Regions from separate parts of the Mus musculus genome. Here region 2 is linked to region 1. A link is a contact called in public promoter capture Hi-C data. All regions are on one chromosome and are shown on one strand. Each heading gives the region's core, a stretch centred on a gene start, on an enhancer-like site or on the middle of the called end of the contact. The rest is flanking DNA. Distances are from core to core; before and after follow the strand shown. Region 1 holds the start of Ythdc1 (YTH domain containing 1). Region 2 overlaps Rufy3 (RUN and FYVE domain containing 3).

Region 1 (4,657 bases), core at 1,093-3,592:
ATTAGTGATTGCAAAATGGTGATGTCTTAGTTGTATGGCTCTTTGACTATGGCACATTGGCATTACCAGTTACTTATTTTGGTACCTCTAAGTTACAATTTGAATGGGAAAGACAGAATAAGTGATCGTTTCTCTCTATCCAAGTGTTATAAACCCCAGTATGCTAGGATGTACCGGCTCTTGTGAGGTGGACGCATGAGGGTCATGGAATTCTAGAGAGTCAAGAATATACTTTTTGAGAAAGTGAGGCTTTCCCAAGAAATAAAACCAAAAGTGGTAAATGTGACTGGCTGGTCTTCTACTATCATCCAAGGGATTCTGACAAGCAGCTCAAACTACAAGTCTACGTGTGTAGACTTGCTTTTACATTCTATAGGATGGTTCTTTGGAGTATCCAGGGTGTTTTCACTTCCTACCTTTCAGTAGGCTTACTCCAAGTTATTTTCCCTGAAGATCTCGTACTACTGTTTGTTTGGTTTGGTTTTTCTGTGTAGCCCTGGCTGTCCTGGAACTTGCTTTTAGACTACGCAGGCCTAAAATCCAAGAGATCTGCGCTTCAGCTTCCCAAGTGCTTGGATTAAAGGCATGTGATGCCACCACCAGTGGGCAGTGACTTTTGTCAAACATCATCTCAGTACTTGTCTTCTCATTCACCTCCATTCCTGGTTACTGGAATGCCCCGCAGATCTTCATTCACCTCCATTCCTGGTTACTGGAATGCCCCGCAGATCTTCATTCACCTCCATTCCTGGCTACTCGAATGCCCCTCAGATCTTCATTCACCTCCATTCCTGGTTACTGGAATGCCCCGCAGATCTTCATTCACCTCCATTCCTGGTTACTGGAATGCCCCGCAGATCTTCATTCACCTCCATTCCTGGTTACTGGAATGCCCCGCAGATCTTCATTCACCTCCATTCCTGGTTACTGGAATGCCCCTCAGATCTTCATAAAGTCTTTGTATGTGCTTTCCGAAGACAATTAGTGCTTATTTGTTATTGTCTCTTATCTTTTACCATCAGTCTTCACCTCCACAGGAGGGCCTCTGTACTAGCTTTTCTCCATAAAAAGGGGTCTTATCACTATAGCAACTGTCTGTCTGTCTGTCTGTCTGTCTCTCTCTCTGTTTTCCAAGTCAAGGTTTCTCTGTGTAGCCCTGGCTGTCTTGGATCTTGCTTTGTAGACCAGGCTGTTCTTGAACTCAGATATCTGCTTGCCTCCTCCCTAATGGGAGGATTAAAGGTATGCATCACCCTTTTCTAGCTAGCTTTTTTTTTTTTTAATAAAGTTCACAATTTTCTTTTTCCCTTTTGTCTTTTTTCTTCCTTTCCATTTTTTTTTGTTTGTTTTTCTTTTGAGCTAAGGTTTCACTGTAGCCCTGGCTATCCCAGTACTGTTCACTCTATAGACCAGGCTGGGCTCTAACTCAGAGATTCCCCTGCCTCTGCTTTCAGAATGCTGGGTTTCAAGGTGTGCACCACCACTCCTGGCGTCAGCACAACTTTCAATTTGTTTACTCAAACCTTGGCTGCCTTAACTAGAAGATAAACTCAGACTTCCTTTGAGGGAGAACACATTTGTTTGTTTATTTTTGAAGCAGGGTTTCTGTGTAGCCATGGGTGTCTTGGAACTCAATCTGTATGCCAGGATGGCCTCGAACTCACAGGGATCCTCCTGCCTCTGCCTCTGCCTCTGCCTCTCCAGTGCTGGGATTAAAGATGAGCCCAAATACCACCCAACAATAAAGCTATTCTTAACCCCTGGTCCTAGAACAATATTTAAAAAGAAGTAGTAGACACTACTAATCAAATAAAAGAAAATTAAATATATAAAAAAGACATAGCCGGGCAGTGGTGGTTTATGCCTTTAATCTCAGCACTTGGGAGGCATAGGCAGGCGGATTTCTGAGTTCGAGGCCAGCCTGGTCTACAGAGTGAGTTCCAGGACAGCCAGGGCCACACAGAGAAACCCTGTCTCGTAAAACCAAAGAAAGACATAACACCCTTTCTGATGGTGTCTCACACTAACCATTCAAGGCCTTCCAAACGTTTCTGGTGAGATGTCTGCATCCTTGAGCTGTAGGAAGCACAGCAGAGAAGCCTAAATACCGATTATCCTCTGGAACGAGGGCGGTTCCCTGGACGTCAAGTTTGCGCGCGGGGCGGGACGACGTGCCGAAGTCACGCCCTCTTACGTCCCGCTTCTCGCTCCAGTCCCCGTCCCCGCCTCCGCCCCCGCCCCGGTTCCCCGCACTGTGACGTTCCGCGAGAGGCACAGAGCGTAAACAGCGCAAGGCATTTCGGGAGCGGGATTGTTTCGCGCAGGAAGCAGGCTCCATTTTAGCGCCGCCCGGCGTCGCCATCTGTGTCTCTCTCCTCCCCCTTGTCTCTGTGGTGGCCGAACCCCAACAGGAAGGCTGAAGCCCGCGCCGACCGAGGCCAGAGAGCCAGGCGGGAAGAGAACCAGAGCACGGGAGGAAGGGTTGCGCGTAGGAAGCTGAGTGGAGCAGGTCAGGTCGAAGCGCGCGGCCCGCCGGACGGACTGACGGACGGACTCGTGCGCCTGCGGCCGCGTCTGCGGCGCCCGCGCGACTCGCGTCCCGGCGGCGGCGGTGGCGGCGGCGGAAGCCGGAGGGCAGCCATGGCGGCCGACAGCCGGGAGGAGAAAGGTGAGTGTGGAGGACGGGGCCTCGGGGCGGCCGGGCGAGGGGACCTAGGAGCCGCGGCCTGCGGGCGAGGCGGGAGGTTAGGGCCTCGCGCAGAGCAGGCGGCCGCATCGTGACCCGCTCCTTGCGAGGCCTGGCCTGCTGGGCCCGGCGTCCTCGTCTCTGCGGCGGCTCCCACCTCGACCAGGGCTTTGCTTCTCTCGTCACTCCCGGGAGCGGTTGGGAGAGGGCTTGCTTTGAGGAACTTGCCCCCGGGCACGTTTCCTGGCCGGATTATGCGGATGTAATGCGTATTTTTCTGAACTGTCGTCTTTTTGGTTGACTTTTTTCGAAAATAACGTCACAGTTAGCATTGTTAGACTAGTGAGTAGACTAGTTTAATTCATTCAGGTGGATTATTAATCATGAGAAATACCTGTAAGTAGCTTCTCACTGATCTTTTGGATAAGCTAAGAATCGCTTCTTTTATTCCTCGAGTATTTACTTTGGAAAGAAAGATATTAGGAAAAAAACAAACAAACAAACAAACACCCATGCCCCTTCTTCCAAAAGTCCTAGCAACGGATCTCCCAGAATAGTGCAGAGTTCTCAAAAGATTCAGCGAGGAATACGTAGGTGGAGGCTAGAGAGACTTGGAAAGATAAAAAGAAAACATTTTAGTTGATAAAATGTCATTTCTTCTGAAATACTATATAGAGACCACAGATGCCAGTATAGGATCCAGACCATAGAAGATACTCGTCTAGATGGGATGCAGTCTTGAGAGAGTTCTCAGCTCTGGGACTATCGCGACAGTCTTAGAAGAAAATAGTGCACACTTGCTGCCCTGCATTTCACAAATCTCTGCTTGTGGCTCATTAAATTTGAGGTGGAGATTTGTTAAGTGGGCTGAACAGTCATTAAAGCTTTTTTCCACTTTTCTGGTCTGTCTTGAGTGGGAATATGTTTAAAGATCTGTCTTTGTCATAAGCATCCTCCCCCCCCCCCCCCCCTTAGGGACATGGTTTCCATGTAGCCCTGCCTGTTCTGGAACTTGATTTGCAGACAGGCTGGCCTCAAACTTGAGAGATCTGCCTGCTTCTGCCTCCTGAGTGCAAGGCATGTGCCATCACTGCCCAGTTGAAGCAATTCTCGATGCACACATTGCAGTTTATTTTTTATTCTGAAACTAAACCTGTTCCTCGAGACATTCTGAAGGACTGTGAAGGAAGAATTCTGATAGTGAATAAAGGACTATCTTATTATATAAAGTCAGTTGTAAAAAAAAAAAAAAAAACCTGAAGATCCTTTCAACCTTTGATTGGCAGGATAAGATTTATGACTTAGTAGTTTTGGTGGCTGCCATGGTAGATGAACCAAACACAAAAGCGATTAAAATTCAGTTGTCAGTATAGTTTCTATTAAAGTGAAGATAATTTAGAAATCAGTAATATACAACAATGCACAGTGAAGTAATGATCATTTGCTTTTAGAAGTGGACTTAATATTGAAGATGCACTTTAAACACAAAAACTCGATTATTGAGTTGTGATGTCATTCGTCACCAATGCTTAGAATATTTGGAAATAGTTTTTTAAAACTTAATTTTTCTAATTGTGCTTTATTTGAATTTTCTGGTACAAGTGACTTTTTTATAGTTAAAATCAAGATTATTTCTCTATACTAGCAGCTAGTAAATACCTACTGGAAGTGCTTAGTGTTACTTGATCATTGTCACTCACCTATGAAAGTCAGTATTAAAACGAATAAGTACCTTTAATCCCAGCACTTGGGAGGCAGAGGCAGGCAGATTTCCGAGTTCGAGGCCAGCCTGGTCTACAGAGTGAGTTCCAGGACAAGTCAGGACTACACAGAGAAACCGTGTCTCGAAAAAACAAAAAACCAAAACAAAAAAACCGAATAAGTAATACTTAAAGAAAAGTGAGAATGTTAAGAGAAATTTGTATCATTTGTTATGTGTTTAACAGGAAAGTACGAAGATTATAAGAATCT
Region 2 (4,657 bases), core at 642-3,141, 1.8 Mb after region 1:
GTCAGACTAGCCTGTCTATAGATCAGGTTGCATGCTAGACAGGGCTACATAGTAAAAGACCCTGTCTTAAAAAAAAAATAGTGGAATGTAACCTATATAGGCACAGAATTTTAACTGACTTAAAGGACTTATAGTACATAAAAGTGCAGTTGTCTTTTGATGTTAGTGTTGGAAGGACGTCATTAAGCAAACCATCCGTTTGACAAGGAAATAGGCCTGCCTAGAATGAAGTAGTCACTGCCCAGGGCACAGGTTGGAGCAGAACAGGTGCTGTCTGGGGTGTCCTGGCTCTCCCCACGTAACCAGTCCCAGGGTAGGCCTCCGTCTCAGTCGCCTGTTTCTTCCCTTCCCTTTGCAGTACTCGGCTTTCATTGGGTTATTTTCTAAACTAATACTACACGGTTTTTAAGTACTAACTCATTAAATATTACTTTAGGGCTAGATCAAAAATTCTTTTCTAACTTAATTTTATTTTTATGTGCATGGATGTTCTGCCTACATGTGGACCCATGCACTATGTTTGTGCCTGGTGGCCATGGGGGCCAGAAAAGGATACCAAATCCCCTCAAACTGTAGTTAATAGGCTGCCATGTGGGTGCTGGGATTTGAACCTGAGTCTTCTGGAAGAGCAGCCAAGACTTTTAACTGCTAAACTATCTTTAGCCCTGATCACAAATTCTTCTTTAAAAAGGAAGAACTGAGTTTTGGAAATATAGATTTTTTTTTTGTAAAAATTTTATGTATTAAGAAACCATCATTTTTACATGTGTTTGTATTATGTGCTATCTGCATATAATACAAACTATCTGTATATTTGGATACATACATGTATGAGGGAGTGTGAAGGCCAAAGACTGATGTGGAATAATACCATTTTCTTTCTCCAGATAAGGGTTTGCCTGAACCTGGAGCTCACAGACTCGCTCGCTTGCCCAAGGATTCCCTGTCTTAGTCCTCGTACTGGGTTCATGGGGCAGCCACCACACCCATCTGGCTTTTATGTAGTTTAAGGGTTCCAACTCTGTCCCCGCTTGTGTGGCAAACACTATTCACTGAGCCATCTCCAGCCTGCATGAACAAAAAATACAAGCACTTTCATGTATATGTAGCAGAGGAGTAGTTACCTTGTAATGAAAATTAAAATACTGTTTTGTTTTGTTGCCTTAGCCAAGAAAACTTTTCTTGGACAAAATAAATCCTTCTGGGGGCCTCTAGAGCTGGTGGAGAAGCTTGTTCCAGAAGCTGCAGAAATAACAGCGAGTGTAAAAGACCTCCCAGGACTCAAGTACGTCTCGGTTAACTTCTCCTTCTCCTTGAAGAATGGTGCTCACTCACGATACTGGGCACATTTCTATAACAGTTCAGATTTGTAATGCTGTTGCGTGTAAACACCAAGGGACCAGCCTGCATTCTTTTAGGAAATGTGTGCTCCTGAAGGAGACTTACAGAGAGTTTATCTTCGTGTTAAAAATACCAGACATCTCCTTTTTATTACAAATTCAAGTGAGAATCAGCAAGCCTTAAGAAATCTGACCTCAGGAGATGTGATGCCTGGTTCAATTTGGGGAAAACAGCTGCGTTCCATGGAATTTTCGAGCCAAGATTAAGTGAGCCTCAGAAACATAAGGCCTGCCTTCAGATCTGAAGGAAAACAGTAGGGATTAGCCTCCACAGGCAGTTGGTGTAATGTTAACTGAATGGAAGCTTGCGCTGCCTGTGTCCTTAAGAATATCTTACATATTCCACTCTAAACTTTGACTTCATCAAATACTAAACTGGTGGCACATTTCCAGGTGGGCTAAAGAGTGTTCTGGTCTTTAGACATGGCACACTTACTTACTAATGCAAATGCTAGAGTATTTGTCCCAGATATCCAAGTCTGACTGCATAGTCACTTGGGCAAGAATAGGTGGGGATCTCGAGTAGGGCCTTTGTTTACACTGTAAGCCCATTGGCAGGATCATGAGTCTGTCCCGTGCTGCCCCCAGCCCTGCCACCTTTACTTGTGCTCTGGGCCATTTGGTTTCTGTGTTCTTGCAGGACACCAGTTGGCAGAGGAAGAGCCTGGCTTCGGTTGGCATTGATGCAAAAGAAGCTTTCTGAGTATATGAAAGCCTTGATCAATAAGAAGGAACTTCTCAGGTATGAGCACTAGTTGAACTTTCTTCTTGATATGTCCTGCTGATGTCATACAAAGTCAGACCATAGAAACTATGAATTTTTGTAGGTCAGAAACACTCAATGCTTGACAGTTTCATCAGTTCTCTGTACCACATCTCACACACTCACTCCTAGGTCCAAAAGGGTGTTTTATACAATTATGTTATCTATGACCATGACTACATATGGTCCTATGTAGGTCAGGCCAAAACTTAGCACCACCAGAAAAAAAAAGGAAGGCTTACAACACCGCAGCCTGTGCACAGACCCAACACAAGAAGTTGACATTCATATGTACCATTTAAAAAAGTCATATAGATCATAGTTGTCTAGGGTACATAGCAAAGCTTTGTTCATACATTACAGTACAACCATACATTATATAACATGCATACATACATATGTATGTAACATACATACAACCATAATATTAAGAATTAAATGCAACCCATAGAGTGAAGATGTTTGGTTTTGGTTTTTGAAACAGAATTTTTCTATGTAGCTCTAGCTGTCCTGGACCCTACTCTGTATACCAGGCTGGCCTCAAACTTCTAGAGCCATCTGCCTCTACCTCTCATAGTGACAGGCATAGTGGTGCTGGTATTAAAAGCAAGCACCACGATGCCTGCCAGTAGAACTCTTTGATGAACAGGTATATAAGGTATTTGTATAATAATGATTACTACAAACATCTCTTTTGCCAGGCAGTGGTGGCACACACCTTTAATCCTAGTACTTCAGAGGTAGAGAAAAGAGGATGTCTGTGAGTTCAAGGCCAGCCTGATCCACATAGCAAGCTCCAACACAATGTTTGTCTGTGTGTGTGTGTCTGTGTGTCTATGTGTGTCTGTGTGTGTTTATTTACAATAGACTAGATAAGTAAATTATAGTATGTATGTATGATGTATATATAGCAACATGGATTAATCCTATTGAGTATAATGTTAGACAAACTAATCAGTCATAAAAATACTTGTTTTGTTGCACTTACATAAAGCTCAGAGACATGCACAGAACTTCTCCTTCCTGCCTGTTAGAGAAGAGACAGTTCTAGTAAGTAGAGGAGTAAGAACCAAGTAGGAAGGCCTGAGGTAGTTTAATGAGTGTGTTCTCTTGGTGAAAGTACATTTGGTGGCTGACTATGATGGGGGCATGCCCGTGATTGCAGAACATAAGCTAGACTTCTGCAGGGGAAGGAAGAATTCAAAGTCACCTTCAGCTGCCTAACTAGTTCAAGGCCAACCTGGACAGCATAAGAATTTGTCTCAAAACGTGTGTGTGTGTCTGTCTGTCTGTCTGTCTGTCTGTCTGTCTGTGTCTGTCTGTCTGTGTCTGTCTGTGTGTTCAGTCTAACCTAGAACTCACCATGTAGACTGATTTTACAATGTAGTCTTACTGTTGGTGCCTCCCAAGTCCTAAGATTAGGATTGTGAGATGCCATGACCAAACTAGAAAACCCTCTTTGGTTTTGGGTTTTTTTGTTTTGTTTGTTTGAATCTTGAGACAAGATCTTACTGTGTAGCCCTGTTAGCCTGGAGCTTAGTATTTTAGGCCAGGCTGACCTGTAAAAGCATTTCAGTAGACTGTTTTTAGAGAAGTTATAGATATATAGTAACAGAGTACAAGGTACCAAGAACAATTTTTTAATATCCTCTACTCCACATCATTTACACACACACACTTTTGTGCTATACATTCTGTGAATTCTGAAACTGTGTCCCTGCTCTGATGTTCTTGAGTCCACATATTTATGCCTCTCTCATTCAACTCTAGGTAACTAGTAATCATTTTCCTGTCTCCTTGGCTTTGCCTTTTCCACAATATCAGGTAGTTAGAACTGTAAATGTACAGCCTTTTCACTTAGTCATATACACTTAAGGTTCTCCCAGGGTTTTTTTTTTTTTCCTTTTTTTTTTTTAAACTTATCTATTTATTATATGTACACTGTAGCTGTCTTCAGACGCCCCAGAAGAGGGCATCAGATCTCATTATGGGTGGTTGTGAGCCACCATGTGGTTACTGGGATTTGAACTCCGGACCTTCAGAAAGACAGTCAGTGCTCTTACCCGCTAAGCCATCTCACCAGCCCCCCTTCCAGGGTTTTTCATGGCTTACTAATCCATTTTAGTGCCACATAATATTCTATTCTTTATAAGTTTGTATATCCATCTTGAATAATATTATATTCTTTATAAATTGCTTCCAGTTTGTTTTTTAAATAAAGCTGCTATCAGCACCCTGTGTAGGTTTTTGTGTGGATGTAAGCTTCTTTGACCGAATGCTAAGAAGTGTAATTATTAGATTATACAGTGACACTTTGGATAGTGTAGGTGAATTTGACTACCTGTGGTAGTCTTTTGAAGACTTTCTACCCATTCATAATCTTCTAGATACTTAGTGGTTGTGCTTTGCTCTTTTGTTTCTGGGATCTGTGGCAGTAAAAACCTCCAGAGAGATGAAGGGAAGAGAGTTTTTGCTAACTAAATATATAGTACAA

The links. Promoter capture Hi-C pulls out the DNA fragments that hold promoters and counts their contacts.
Region 2: a promoter capture Hi-C map of hippocampal neurons shows a contact between it and region 1, with 6 times the contacts expected there. The contact joins the enhancer-like site here to the promoter of Ythdc1 in region 1. A contact is called at or near these places in 7 of 39 promoter capture datasets (the 3T3-L1 cell line, the C10 cell line, cranial neural crest and 4 more) and 4 of 115 datasets of contacts at active chromatin or transcription factors (embryonic stem cells, large pre-B cells, stem cell-derived neural progenitor cells and 1 more).

Annotation. Positions count from the first base shown.
Region 1 is chr5:86,801,924-86,806,580 of GRCm38.p6, forward strand. It overlaps Ythdc1 (YTH domain containing 1), which reads left to right and starts at 2,343. Exons shown (of 17, transcript NM_001347375.1): 1 at 2,343-2,668. The coding sequence starts at 2,641.
Region 2 is chr5:88,615,295-88,619,951 of GRCm38.p6, forward strand. It overlaps Rufy3 (RUN and FYVE domain containing 3), which reads left to right. Exons shown (of 18, transcript NM_001289774.1): 3 at 1,168-1,285; 4 at 2,041-2,142. Among named protein-coding and RNA genes, the nearest start is that of Gm42107, 52 kb to the left of the region's middle. Within about 2 kb of position 1,892, at least 2 of the 459 cell types and tissues checked have an H3K27ac peak or open chromatin away from gene starts, as enhancers often do.